Linked DNA regions of Triticum aestivum: region 1 is linked to region 2. A link is a contact called in public Hi-C data. All regions are on one chromosome and are shown on one strand. The core of a region is the stretch at or near the end of the contact, and the rest is flanking DNA. Distances in the headings are between cores, read along the strand shown.

The links. A called contact is a pair of places that touch in the nucleus more often than the background predicts.
Region 1: a Hi-C map of leaf shows a contact between it and region 2, with 5 times the contacts expected there. The contact joins the promoter of LOC123097960 here to the promoter of LOC123097959 in region 2. A contact is called at or near these places in 2 of 5 Hi-C or Micro-C datasets (both in leaf) and 1 of 1 datasets of contacts at active chromatin or transcription factors (leaf).

Annotation. Positions count from the first base shown.
Region 1 is chr4D:366,689,229-366,696,481 of IWGSC CS RefSeq v2.1, forward strand. LOC123097960 reads right to left here and starts at 2,161. Exons shown (of 25, transcript XM_044519823.1): 1 at 1,745-2,161; 2 at 1,597-1,656; 3 at 1,413-1,505; 4 at 808-1,036; 5 at 220-326; 6 at 34-96. The coding sequence starts at 2,014.
Region 2 is chr4D:366,308,714-366,316,032 of IWGSC CS RefSeq v2.1, forward strand. LOC123097959 (LIM domain-containing protein WLIM2a) reads right to left here and starts at 3,427. Exons shown (of 5, transcript XM_044519822.1): 1 at 3,021-3,427; 2 at 2,606-2,711; 3 at 2,486-2,523; 4 at 2,303-2,392; 5 at 1,469-1,920. The coding sequence starts at 3,152. The coding sequence ends at 1,672. It overlaps LOC123097958 (OVARIAN TUMOR DOMAIN-containing deubiquitinating enzyme 3), which reads right to left. Exons shown (of 8, transcript XM_044519821.1): 5 at 6,390-6,495; 6 at 6,258-6,312; 7 at 5,888-5,941; 8 at 4,599-5,181. The coding sequence ends at 5,044. It overlaps LOC123097957 (cytosolic enolase 3), which reads left to right. Exons shown (of 10, transcript XM_044519818.1): 9 at 530-727; 10 at 869-1,230. The coding sequence ends at 943.

The sequences.
Region 1 (7,253 bases), core at 911-3,410, 380 kb after region 2:
AATTAAATGCACACTCTTGGATCCAACTAGTACCTCCTTATCGCCACCTTGCTTGGTAAATATCCCTTTCTTCCGTTTTTGTTTAGTATCTGCGACCTGAAAGCATCCAAAATATATCATAAAGAGAACACTTGTGAGCTTTCTAGCCAGAGTCCAGGGACACTGAAAAGGAGCTCAAAGAAGTACAATGTTGGCAGTTGGGGGACTTGTATAACGAACCTTTTCCAAAATGCCAAACACAATCTCACTAAGCTTCTCCAACATCTCGGAACTGCTTGTAGAAGAGGAGGTTAGGGCCTTCAGAGCCGCAAGTCTCCGCGCATGAACTTCAAATATCAGAATCCTTAAATTAATAATTAAGCACAATAAAAAATCATTTGCCACAACTTGAAATGAGAAGGCAAAAGGCTGAAAACATTTGGTTGACATAAATATTTCTTTTTTTTGTGGATCCTAACATGAAGATATTTGAAATGCTTCTTTGGTCATAAAATAGATGGCCAGTATGCCTACTTTCAATTAAGACGTTGCACAAACTTGCTCGGTCATAAGGTGCCATTTTTATTCAGGACATGATTACCAAGAATATGGAATTCCAACTACGCCTCTGCAAAATACCTCCATGAGGAGATCGGTTTCCAAAAAGTGAGGTCATAGGGTTTGAGAAAAATAAACATGACTAATTTTGGTGCAAATGGGGAACAGCACCGATGAAATATTGGTAATCAGTAGGAAAAAGCTGTACCAGGGCACAGATTTTGCATGCTATGATTTGATGTACACTGAGATCACAGTATAGAAGCTTACACTCAACATCGTCGCTGGTGGATTCTGCTGAAAGCTGATCAACTATTCTGGGCACAACATCTGCCCGAGTCACTCCTCCAGCAACATCAATGTCCGCAAGAGCATCCCAATTTGGTGTGGGGATTCCACCAGCAGCACTTAAACCCTGGGAGCCATTATCTGACAAAATTCGTGCAAGATAATAGTACACATAGCGCAGAACATTTCTGTCCTCACATTGCTGATGGAGCTGTAAATACAGAAATAAACTTGATGTAAGAGAAAAGGTAGCTGAAGTAAAACAAAAACATTAGGCTGATGTTAGTATAGACTACGATAGGTATCTAGTTTCAGTTACAACTGAAGACACATATTTAAGTATCATGGCAGAATTATGGGAAGGGCGCATTTCTTTTCCTTTTGTGAGAATGGAAGGGCGCATTTCCCTTTGTACTAATTAAAATGGATGTCTATGAAGAAATATGGAGGCTGATTTCAGTCTTAGAACACATATTCTGAACTTGCCGGGAGTGGGCTCATTTCCCTTTGTACGAACTAAAGGGGATGCCTATATAGGAATATGGAGGCAAAGAGACAGCTACGGCACTAAAAGATGGCATACTTACCATGAGAAGAGATGGAGCCACCGAAGGATCCACAGAATTGTACACCGCGAGCTTGGGGAACACACTGTTCACGAGCTGCCTCTGGGATTTTTTCTGTACAAAGTAGTGCAGCAGAGAGCAACTTAAGCCAACAGATCCAAGCTCACGACACGCAATTCGATTCAACCGAAGCAGCACAACGAACCTGGTCGCACGTCGCCGCAAGCTCGTGGATGCTCCGCGCCAGCTGCGAGTACGAGACGGGCTGCAGAGAAACAGAGAGTTCAGCATGAGACCGGAATCAGAGTGCGTAGAGCGTAGAAATGAGGGACGCAGCGGCGTAGGAGACGAGCCTTCTTCTTCCGGTTGCGCTGGGGGAGGGCCTTGACGGGGTTGAACGCCTTGGCTGCTGAGATGGTGTCGCTCTGGATCTGCATCAGGGTCGCCCTCTTCGACTTACGATCCGCTGGCGCCGGCGCCGGCGGCGGGGCAGGCCTCCCAAGCGAGCCGCCGCCGCCCGAGGACGGCTGCTGCGACGACGCCCCGGCGGCCGGGGCGGCCGACGGATCCGAGGTGATGAGATCCATCAGCGTCGTCCCGGAGGAGTCATGCCCGGAAGACATGGCCGCGGGCGTGGCGGGCTCGCGGCCGTGCTAGTGAGATCTCCGGCGAGCACTGCGGTCAGGGTGGGGAGCAATTGGAACGGTGAAGTGCTGCGGAGAGGTGGCTGCTGGATCGCTGGATCCAACCGCCAATTTGGATTTGGTGGGTGCTGTGTGCTGGTCTAGCTGGCTGGGCTGGTCCGACCGAGCCGGTGGTGGGAACGACCGACGTCTTGCTGACCTTCGAGACGGACGCGGTATTCGTTTGCGGATGCGTACGGACGATTTCAAACCGAATTTGAACAAGCCGGATAAATTACATGCAAACTACTCCCTCCGTTCCTAAATATTTGTCTTTCTAGAGATTTTAACAAATGACTATATACGAAGCAAAATGAGTGAATCCACACTCTAAAATATGTCTATATATATCCGTATGTGGTAGTCCATTTTGAATCTCTAAAAAGACAAATATTTAGAAACGGAGGGAGTAAATGATTTTCATCTAAATCGAAGTACCTCATTGCATTTTCAATGGCCATGTCCCATGTAAATTAGACCCGCAAAGTGAAGATGTGATACGTTTATTTTGCATCATGTTTTCCTACGGTTATTTATATTGTTTTAAAACTACTTTTAGGTGTCATTCTAATGCATTTTCTCTCTTAAACTATAAATTTTATCATAAAAAAGAGATTGCCTGCAGCTGGAATTCTGGATCTGAAAAGAGGTACAGCAGAGATAGCTTAGCTATTCTACGGAGTTTCAAATGGCCTGAAATTTAACGGAGATTTATTTTAAAATACATAAAAAAGAATACTGGAAGAATAATCACTATGAGGGGACCCACCAGTGAGCCACGCCACCTGAGCTTGTGGGCCCATCAGCAGGCCTCTGTGTCCCATCTTCTCATATATGAAGCCATTTGCGCTAGAAAAAATTAAGGAGATTTTTGGGATAAGCGCCGCCGTCTCAATACGAAACATTGACATTAGCACTTTTGCTCTCCGGCGGAGCGATTCCGTTGGAAATACTTTCCTTTGGGAGGGGGAATCGAAACCTTCGTCATCACCAGCATTTCTCTCATCGTGGGAGGACTCATCTTCATCAACATCTTCACTAACACCATCTCATATCCAGACCATAGTTCATCTCTTGTATTCTATCTTTGTCCAAAACCTCATATTAGTATCTGCGGTTTGCTAGCAGTGTTGATTACATCTTGTAGTTGATACTAATCGGTTTATTTGGTGGAAGATTACATGTTCTGATTGATAATCATATATTTATCTACTCTGGTTATGAACACAAATATGATTTGTGAATAGTTCTGTTTGTTATTGAGGACATGGAAGGAGTTTTGTTATAAGTAATCATGTGAAGTTGGTCTTCGTTCAATATTTTAATAATGTGTTATGTTGTTCTTCCTCTAGTGGTGTCATGTGAACGTCGACTATATGACACATTACCGTGCTTGGGCCTAGGAAAACGCATTGTGGGATTAGTAAGTAGATGATGGTGGGTTGTGAGACTGATATAAACTTAAACTCTAATTTATGCACTATTTCGTAAGGGGCTGATTTGGATCCATATGTTTCATGTTATGATTAGATTTATATTAATTCTTCTTTCGTAATTATGGATACTTGCAAGAGGGGGTAATCATAAGTGGGTTGTTTTTCAAGTAAGAACAGCACCCTAGCACCGGTCCATCCACGTAAAAATTTAACAAAGTAGTGAACACGAGTCGATGAATCGTGATGAACGTGACTAGACGAAATTCCCATGTGTCCTCGAGAACGCTTTGCTCACTATAAGTACTTTCGGCTTGTCCTTCGCAATAAAAGGATTGAGAGACCTTGTTGCACCTTGTTGCTTTCGTTATTTGTTACTTGTTATCAATTATCCTGTTATCAAACTATCTATTACTACTACTTTACAACACTTGCAGATAATACCTTGCTGAAACCGTTTATCAATTCCTTCTACTCCTTGTTGGGTTCGACACTCTTACTTACCGAAAAGACTACGATTGACCCCCTATACTTGCCGGTCATCAAGACTCTTTTCCGACGCCATTGCCGGGGAGTGACGCGCTTTTGGTAAGAGGAAATTGCTAACGCTTCGTTTGGATGTAGACATTCAAGGGCTTGGCATTGTATTGGCTCCAATGCCAAATACTCAAGACATTGGTATTGAGCTTCAATGCCAATATTAGTGTTTGGATGTTTAGGTATTTCATACTTGGAATCCAAGAGGAGCAACAATGCCAAATCTTGTTTGGATGGTCAAGTATTGTATTGCAGTTTGCACATCTGTGCCTAGAGGGAGGGTTGATGAAGTCGTGCAGCTCGTAGACGAAGGCGAGCATAGAGATAAGCGGGAGCACCAGCGCAACCTTCGCCGTGAATACAAGCTTCCATGTGTGGCCTGCGTCAGTGCTGACTGTCGACATCTCCGCCGCGTTCGCGCTAGATCGGCCCCCGCTCCGCCTATGCCCCCGCGCTCCTCGCTGCCAGTGTGGGAGCCGGTCGTTGCCTCCATGTGACGAGCAGCAGGCCTTCGACCCCTAGTCATCCAGCGTCGAGCACGGCTACGCCGGCGGCAGGAGCGGGACCGCTGCGCCCATCCCCGATTCCCCATCCAAGACGTTGCCCTCGGCCTCAATTTGTCGGATAGGCTGTCGGCCTGGGATTCGCTTCGCATCGCCGTCGATAGGAGAGAATGAAGAGGAGTGCAGGAGACACACTGCCATGTGCCGCCGTCGAGGATTTGCTTCTGTTTACTCCTACTAGCGAAGGGTTACGCGAGGCGAGCGAATACAGAGGTAAACAGAGGGGTTCAACTCTGAATTGAGGATCGCGCGAGTGTTATCGCTGGCCGAGAGATATTCAGCTCGAATGCCACGCCCGAATGCCGTGACCATCCAAACAGCGATATTCGGGCTGCCGAATACCAAATCCTAATTCTGGGGCTCAATATATACATCCAAACGGAATGTAAGGAAACATTTATATTATGTGCTAAATTTTATCTTCTTTAAGTGCATCTAGTGCCACCCTTTATTGGTTTTGGAGTATTGATGACAAACTTCGTCAAGGGACTAATGTGTTTGTGAGATTCACAGGAGAACACAAATAGAAGTCCTTGGAGTTTTGGTTTACCCATCAAAGATGACCCCTAAAAATGTATGAAGACATTGAAGACAATTTGGAATGCGAAGAGTATTGCCTAAAGAAAATGGAGTGTGAAGACATAGTCTTTGGTAGTTTCATTTTCTTCTTTCTTAAGTCATAGGAATCACCGTACTGTTAAGTGGGTCGAAGTAAACAAAGTTGGAAACTGACGTGATGCTCAACCTAAAATCGTATGTCTTTCAGCGATGACAATAAGAGAAAACCTCTTCCGGAGTTGGTTGAGTCAGCTTTGCTTGTAGCCCAAGCCAAGCTGTCGCGTGTGTTTGAAATCCGACCGTTATGACACCTAGCTACCGTTGGCCATTGGCCCAGGGTCAGATCGGTCATATCATGTTGGGTTGCCTCCTGTCTATAAATAGCCACCCCATCCATCATAAGTTGGCGGCCGCTCCGAGCTATTGCACAACTTTTATCGTTTGAGAGCAACCCACCTCCAAAACCTTTGAGAGAAATTTCCTACGAGGAAAAACACAAACACCTAGAGCCCAAAGTGATTGAGCATCACTGAAGACATTCTGTTCTGAGTGAACTAAAGACTTGTTACGCTTGAAGACTGTGATCTTTCAGACAGTTAGGCGTTGCGTTCCGAGCATCGAAGAGTCATTGTGGATTACCGGTGAACGAAGTATATGAAGATTTGAAAGACTACCTTGAAGACTTACATGAGTGTTTGTGCGAGGTCTATAGTGACCTTAGCTCAAGGGGAACAAGGTGAAGACTAGGTCTTATGAGTTCAATCTCAGCCTCCCTAACCAGACGTACAACTATCACAACAACTGGAACTGGTAAAAAATCAATTGTCTTCTCCGAGCAACTGGTTCTATCACTTCACCCCTTTACTTATTGTTTTGTGTCATGAAGCCTTTGCTTGCTCATTCTGTTTGAAGACATTACGTGAAGATAATCCTTTTGATTACATCTTTTTTTGTCTTCACATTAACTGTTCCTACTATTCGTTGCTAACTAGTTTGTTGTCTGCCTTCACATCTCACTTCGGTTGTGTTGTTATGACAACATGTATAGTGTAGTTTATCTTCCGTTATATCATGTCTAGTTACTATTTTGCTTCCGCCTCTTCGAAGTCTTTGCCTGACTCGAAGAAAATCATATATATAAATCGCCTTCACCCCTATCACTAGTGGAAAAACGATTGGCCACAACTTTCGTTGGTGGCACACCATTTCCCATCATCGTCACAACTATTTTTTTCCAAATAGTGTTGACGAGGTCAAGATTAGCACGTCAGCTTTACTGTTTAGTGTTGGCGTAGCTTTTCCTAGACACGCCACAAATTTGTCGGCCCATATGTACTCACCATTTGGAATGTAGTGGTGGCGTTGGTTCTGTATGTATGCCATAGTTAATTTGTTAGTGTTGGCGTTTGTTTTCTATGCACGCTAGAAACTGGTTTTCAATTTTATCAAGTGTTTTAAGTATTTAATGATTATACTAGCCACAAAATATGTACTCATCATTATTTTTAGTGTTTTTATCATTTAGGACTTTTATTTCTTTGCTACCAGTTCAAATTTTGAGTCTTTTATTTTGTCAAGTCTATCATTAATCTTAGTCTTTTTTTATTTCGGCTGTTATTAGCTATGGCGTTGCCCTTTTGTCCCAGACCAGCAATAGCATGCCTGAGTCAACTTAGTAAAAAACCCATGGAGCACTGGAGCTATGCCAGGAGGTGACCAGGGAGGCCACAAGCTAGGGGGCGCGCCTCTAGGTGTAAGTGCATCTAGTGCCACCCCCAGTTGGTTTTGGAGTATTGATGACAAACCTGGTTGAGGGACTAATGTGTTTGTGAGAATTGCAGGATAACACAGGTAGTAGTCCCTTATTAATTCGGTTTACCTACCGGAGATGACCCCTAAAAATGTATGAAGACATTGACGACAATGGTGGTATGTGAAGATATTCACATTGAAGACTATGACAAGAGAAGACATTGCGTGAAGACTTTGGAGCGCGAAGACTTAGTTGTTTCGTTGTTTCCTTTTCTTCTTTGTTGAGTCATAGGAACCACCGTACTGTTAAGTGGGGTCCCAGTGAACAAAGTCAGA
Region 2 (7,319 bases), core at 2,177-4,676:
ACCGACATTTTTTGTGGCTTGTGTAAAAAAGACAAAAAGATGTCTTGTGAAAAGCACTTTTTAACACCGGATTTTGTCTTTTTCACACGCGACACATAACTTGTCGGTTTTTCACGAAACGACTTTGTGAGCATGTACAATATCGAGATGTACGCGCCAAATTTTTGTTTGGAATTTTTTGACATTTCAAAATACGTTTAAAACACATTTTAAAAACCAGGAGCGCGCGCTCCCGTGTGCCAAAACACCACTCTCGCCGCTCCTTCCATTTTGTGCCTATTATTTTGCATGGCATGATTTGAGTTTAAGGGCATTTACAGACAATGCGATGTAGTACCTGAATTCACGAAGATGAGCAATTAATAATTGAACTGATTGTAGGCACATAAGGTTGCAAGAGCCACATGATTGCACATGTAGTACTTGCCTCCTTGATTCTTCCTTGCTCTCTTGATTTCTGTAACTGTCCAGGGATTCTCTGTTTCATGTACCTTATTATGTGTTTCCTTTTCTTATCATGTGTATGTAGGCAAGTCAAGTGGGCACTGTCACTGAGGCCATAGAGGCTGTGAAACAGGCAAAGGATGCTCATTGGGGTGTGATGGTGTCACATAGGTCTGGGGACACAGATGATTCTTTCATCGCCGACCTGGCTGTCGGTGCAGCAGCTGGACAGATCAAAGCCGGTGCCCCCTGCCGTGGAGAGTGCCTCACGAAATACAATCAGGTTTCTGTTGAATGCTTGCTGCCTTTTATGTGAATACATGCACCGAAGTATTGGTCTAAAGTCATAGTACCATAGTCATTCTAAATATCTTCTTAATTTGTCTTGAGTGGTCTTTGATGACTGTGTGCATTGTGTTTGCAGCTTCTAAGAATAGAGGAAGAATTTGGAAGCGAAGGGGTTTACGCTGGCGAAAATTGGAGAACTACCGCGAGCTGACTCGTGGCTCACTGGATTCCGTTGATGCAGTCCGGGGGGTTTCTGTAGAAATGTGTTTTGTGCTGGCTCAGCAAAGGCAAGGAAAGAGGGTAGCTTAACAAACTGGGGAAACTTTCAGGCACACATTTCTTAGGTGTAGTGGTTGAACTGCAGGGACTTTACTTTGAGAGATGTTGGGCTATGCCTTTTTTCCCTTTTCATTTATATGTGGTATGGAATGGATCGTGCACAAGATACATGAATTTGAGAATGGGTTTGAAGGAGTAGAGTTTTTCATTTATACAGTATACACAGTTCCAATGTACTCCAGTTTTACTTTTGAAGTTCTTCAGATATACGTAGTTAGTCCAAAGTGTTTTTTCTACTGAGAGCAGTTTGCGTGAGCTCAGCTTATTAATATGGTAGAAATTGTGGAACAGTCGAGCAAATATCAAACCAGACAGCAAAATGGTGTGCTGAAGTATCGAAGCACCGAGGCACACAAGGAACTCCTTATATCAACGAACAGAAAAAAGCACACGGTACTTGATGCACAACAATTTCTTCCGAAATGACATTCAACTCCATGGTTCAACAACGTGATCGAGCTAGCCACATATGGGGACACGAAATATGGTCCTGGTATCCCCAGAGCTAGAACACAGCACACAGCAGGTTACAATCGTAAAAAAAGAGCAAGGCTTTCCAAACTTTCGCCCTCAAAGCCCACTTTAAAGATGACAGCATAATCAGGAGGATTCAGCAGCCGCCGGCGCTGTTTGTGCTGCCGCCTGGGCTGTTTGCGCCTCTGCTGCGCGCTTGACCGATGCGCACTTGATCAGATGGTTGTAGCTCCCCTTCTCCTTGAAAAGCTGGGAGAAATGGTGCTTGCAGTAGAGGATGCCTTCCAAAGCCGCGTAGTTGGACGGCGAGAGGGCGCAGCCTCCATGAGAGCATTTGAAGCAGGACTTGTGGTAGGACTTCTCTTCAACTGTTACCTGCAAGATTTGGTTTAACAACTAGGCATGAGACATCTGCATGTTCTGGAGGCTTGAGGATATAACTGAAAAGGAAGTTGATGATTCAAGACAATTATGACGGAAGTTGGCTGCCTAAAAGGTACTACCTCTGTTTCTAAATGTAAAACGCTTTTGGCAGTTTAAACTGAACTGCCAAAACGTCTTGTATTTAGGAACAGAGAGTGCAGTACAGATCATTATACAGAGGTGCAAGTAAATATCGAACCAATCGACAGTTTTCACATTCCGAAACATCAATTATTTCGTGAAATGACAGAATTCTGATACATCTTAGCTAGCTATGCTGACGCCTGGGTCACGAAACAAAACAAAACAAATATGGTATACTCCGTGATATTACCTTCTCAAGAGGGTATGCTGTTTTACCACAAGTGGCACACTTGTCCTGTGTTCCCGAAAACATGCCCGCAGCTTTGCTTGGCGATCTGGTCTGAAACAGCACATTTCACATAAGACTAACGGAATCGCACGGCAGCAAAGAGACAAGACGCATATAGAAAGAGGCAGGCTATATGGTACAGACCAGCTCAGGAGTCAGCTTCTCCGTTGCAGATTTTGCGGCTGAAAGAAACAAAACCAAGGATCAGGACAGATTTAATCAAGAAAACAATAGTCACTTTTGTCATGCTGACTGAAAACCTACGTGATTGTGATTGGAAGCTCTTGTTGTAGCTCCCGGTCTCCTTGAACAGCTGCGCGAAATGGGGCTTGCAGTAGGGCACCCCTTCGAACGAGGAGTAGCTGCTAAACTGCCAAATAGCAAAACAAGATGTCCAGACAGATTGTTATTTCTCTTGGTCTTGTTCTTACCAAGCCAGAAAATGCGAATTGGACAAAGTCATGATCTCCTATCCTAGGCACACGATTCTGACAGGAATCCAAGCGCCAGATCCGTGCGGCAGAGCAATCCGCAGATCTGACATCGCATTTCATTCTACAGATCCGTCGACCGTTGACGTCCATCCAACGATCTTCTTCTTCTCGCGTTGTCTCCCGGAAGTAAAAGAAGAGGAGGAGAGAGGGAGAGGGATAAGAGAGCGAGAGGGGAGATGACATACGGAGAGGGTGGACTTGCAGTGGTGGCACTTGAAGCAGGCGCGGTGGAAGACGGCGCCGTCGGTGGAGAGCTGGTCCATGGGGTACACCGTCTTGGTGCACACCTTGCACTTCTGCTGCGTCCCGCTGAACATGGTCGCCGTCGTCGCCGCCGATCTGATCTTGGCCTGGTTGATGTGACGAACACCCCACGAGCGCCCCAAATGGCCGCGTAGGACGCGGCAGCGGATGGATGGATGGAATTATGGCGGTTTCTTGAGGTGCGTGGGGGGCGGCTCGCTCGATCGGGCCGGCTCACAGTTGCCGCGGCGGAAAGAAAAAGGCAACGCACAAACGAAGCGAGGGGGGAAGGAAAGGAAAGGGAGGTGAGATGAGATGAGATGAGGGTGAGGGGCCGCGCCAGTGCTCTGCTCATTAACGAATACGCAATTAATTTTTACAGCCTTTTGTGCGAGTGGTGTGCTCCGCGCACGAACGTGCCTCCGGCTGCACGGCTGTACTGTAGGTGGGCCCGGGACCGCGCGGGGACCGGATGTCAGCGGGAGTGTGTTTGGTGGCACGCGGCTCTGGGCCTGACTGGCGCGAGAAGTGCAGCAGAAGCAACGACTATTATCCCTCAAAGAAAAAAAAGCACAAGCAACGACTACTAGTATTCGCATCGATGCGTGGGGCCCGGTGGTCAGCCCCTGCGACGGGGAGAGGTGAGATATTCTCTTGGGCAATCTGTTTTTATTGGTTATATATATACTGGCATCTTAGACTCAAAAAGAAAAAAGATTATACTCGCATCTGCTCCTTCCGTTCATTGTTATAAGGTGTTTTAGATATTTTAATACGAAGTACATACGGACTAAAATGAGTGTACAAACCTACTAAAATATATCTATATACATCTGGTTCAGAAAAAAAAAATCTTATAATGCAATAGTGAATGGAGGGCGTACGTATTATTTTGATTTTTTTAAAACAATTTATTATTTTGATTTGAAGGAGGAATATGTAGTGCGGGGGAGGGGTGGCTCTGCCGCAGCGGCGAGCGGTGCGGCCCACGTCGGCCAGCTCTTTCCCTGCTGCCTCGTCGGACCACTCGGCTTGTTCGCATTTGTTTGTCTATATTTATATTTGTGCAACAAACAGCGCACTGCGTGAGCATTAATTCCTGCTACGTATTTTATTGCGGTGCGAGAGGACAAGGCCGTGTTTTTATTGCATGCACAAGCTAAGCTCGGCCTACTCCGCCTAAACGGAAGAGACTGAGGCGTGGGGCCGGGCCGTTTAGGCGAGTGGGGCGGTGCCAACTGTGCAAGCACGCACGGCGGTGACCAGCTATGGCTTAGCAAACGGATTACTATTGCTCATTTATTCGCTCGTGCGTGCTTATACGGGCAGGATACAGCTCAATTTCGTAACGCCCGGTTCAAGCATGGTTAGGAGCATACTGGAATGTGCCCGTAACAGCCATCAAATTTGTTCACTGGGCCGGACGGTACCCCTAATAAGCTGATAGTACTACCAAACACGCCCGTACAGCTCATCTAAGGAAGATATCATTCCGGCCAGCAGTGCGTTGCAAAATGATATACCTAATAACCATCACATACTCACATAATGATTGGATTTGAAGCAAGTCCAATCGTCAACCACCGAGTGCGAGTGCGACCAACGCACCATTATTCTGCCCGGCACCAACCGGAAACGCAATCAACAACTCCACGGCACCACGCCAACCAAATCACTGCCACTGCCAAAACAGCATTGCACCATGCAGCAGCACATAGTTAGCTCGCGTGGCGCTATCATCAGGTCAGTGCTAATTCTTCTAGCTCCAAATCCACAAATTCCCCAAATGCCCATGACTGTAATCGACGAAACAGCTGTTACAGCATCGTAACTGACAAGCAGGAGCATAGCAGGATCGAAGGATGTAACCATGGAAAGTAAACGGGGCATTTGTGCATGCGCCACAGATGGGCGGTGGCTGCCGGCATTCTGATACTTCATCGGGGCAGATCTCATGTGCCCATTTTATATCAGCAAATCATAATGGTTCTTCCCACTGTATAATAGTCTCACCGGCACCCGTTTCTTCCCCTCTTTCGAGTCTTTGGTAAACTCCAACCCATACTCCGCAATTGGGATGAACCCGTTGCCCCGTCCGCGGTACTGTTGCACAAAAAGGGGCAGATTAAGTTCGAGATGAAGCGAGGAAAATGGTGAGAGGCACCGCGTCAAGCATAACATACATACGAGGCCATCAAAGCAGAACGCTCAAACATGATTGCAGTGAAACAAATAAAATGGTGCAATAATCCACACGGTATTTCCAATTTTGGAGACAAGTTGGATTTAAGCATCGAAAAAAGGTAAAAGGGAAGGTATTCAACAATCTTTCAAACAGTTCGATCTGCACTTCGCAAATGCCTTTCCAATTAATTATGCCTTCAGAACATCGGACCAAGGAAACAGAAATCAAAATGCAGTTTAAATTTTCAACACCCATTCTGAAGGAAACTTTAGGCAGATTGTCTAGTTCCAACCAGAGTTTTATTTTTTTATTGAATTAACAGGAAATTTGGCTAAATATTATCAATTGCTAGTACACGTGCCTTCCGATTTGATCAACTATTATCATAGTACGATGCAATGCCCATAGTGATGATGATGATGGTGTTCTTAAAGTCACTATTCTACCAAAACCCCTTGTTCAGTTTTTCTCTCTTATCAGTTGGAACAACTATTCCATTGATTTGTTATGAGAATCGCTTCCATCATGTCACAACCATATTATTAAATATAGATGAAGTTTTATTATCCTTCTCCACTCTGCACACATTATAGATTCATCATCACCTAGGGCAGTTGAATTTACCTCACGCTCCGGAATGTAAATAATGATTGGTTGCCGACACAGTCTAGACAAAACCTGGAAAGAGGAGATCCCAGATGAAAATCATATGTGAATGAGCCATGTATACAGATACAAAAATTTAAGCAACAACCAACAAATACAATATCAATCTACTCGGAAAAGGGTGGCCTACTTTAGAACATCCAGAAGTTAAACAAAAGTATATTTTTGACTTTATCGCGCTAAAAGGGAAGAATGATGCATGAACTGTACTACTTAAAACATAAAATGACTGTACGTGCGAGTCGGATGTTCTCCAGATGTAATTTGTCGAATAACTGATGCCTATATCAACTATGCATGTTAACTTTTAAAACCATCAAATCCATACCAAGAGTTCTGACTCTCCACCCCAGAAATCAGGTCGCCTTATCCTTTGGCAGTAGCTACAACAGCAGGCATAGCCGTTAGCATCTCTAAGTTAATGACATCGAAGTAAATAAGAAAGCTATGGGAACCTAACCGTTTCAAAGATTCATCCACTGTAATAGCTATAATCGCCTCTTCATACTTTTGACGCTCGGTTTGGTTATCACATATAACCTCTTTCACTGCCAGCCGTAGGTCGTCTAGGAAATTGAAGGTAAATTCCATCACTTCAAGAATAATCTGTCTTTCAATGGAGACCTGGTAATAATTATACTATATGGCCAGCTCCAAGGTTGAGTGATGGATACTCTCAGGTTTATCAGGATGGGGCAGTTGTAAAGAATGTGCAATGTAAACTCAAAAGACGTACAGCTCTTCTTCACATATCCCTGGCCACAGGATAAGCTTTTGAGTGTTCCATATCTTCCTACAGGGAGCCTCTCCAAAATATTTCCTATCACTATCTCTTCATGCTCCAGTGGACTCTTCATTTTTCACTCTCCATATTCCACTATTCTATATTTTATTGATATCATATAAACAACAATATACTTGTAACCGCTATGATTTCAACGGCTATGGACCTAACGACTATTTTTCTGATGGGTATATTTGTAATGGCTACGTTTTTCTAGTCTATACATATGCAAAGTCATTCGCTCTTCCTGACTGTTACTCCTCTACAGCATAGCAATGAGTCCTCGCTATTTACTGAAGCAAAGTCTCTTGGATTCATCGTCATCACATGACGGCAATGGACTTATTTTTACTACATACCCAGCACATAATATCCGCTTTTGAATGTTCCACGCCATGGCGGTTATGTACATAAACTATGTAATTCGTCCTATTAGGGAAATAGAGCTTTTTAGACTATACAAAGATTACTTTCCAGATTCTCCTACCGAAACCTAACTACTCCCTAAATTCCATAATACTTGACATGGTTTTAGTTCAAATTTGAACAACAACCATGACAAGTATTATGGAACGGAGGGAGTATATTTCAGTGTTCATCTACTTT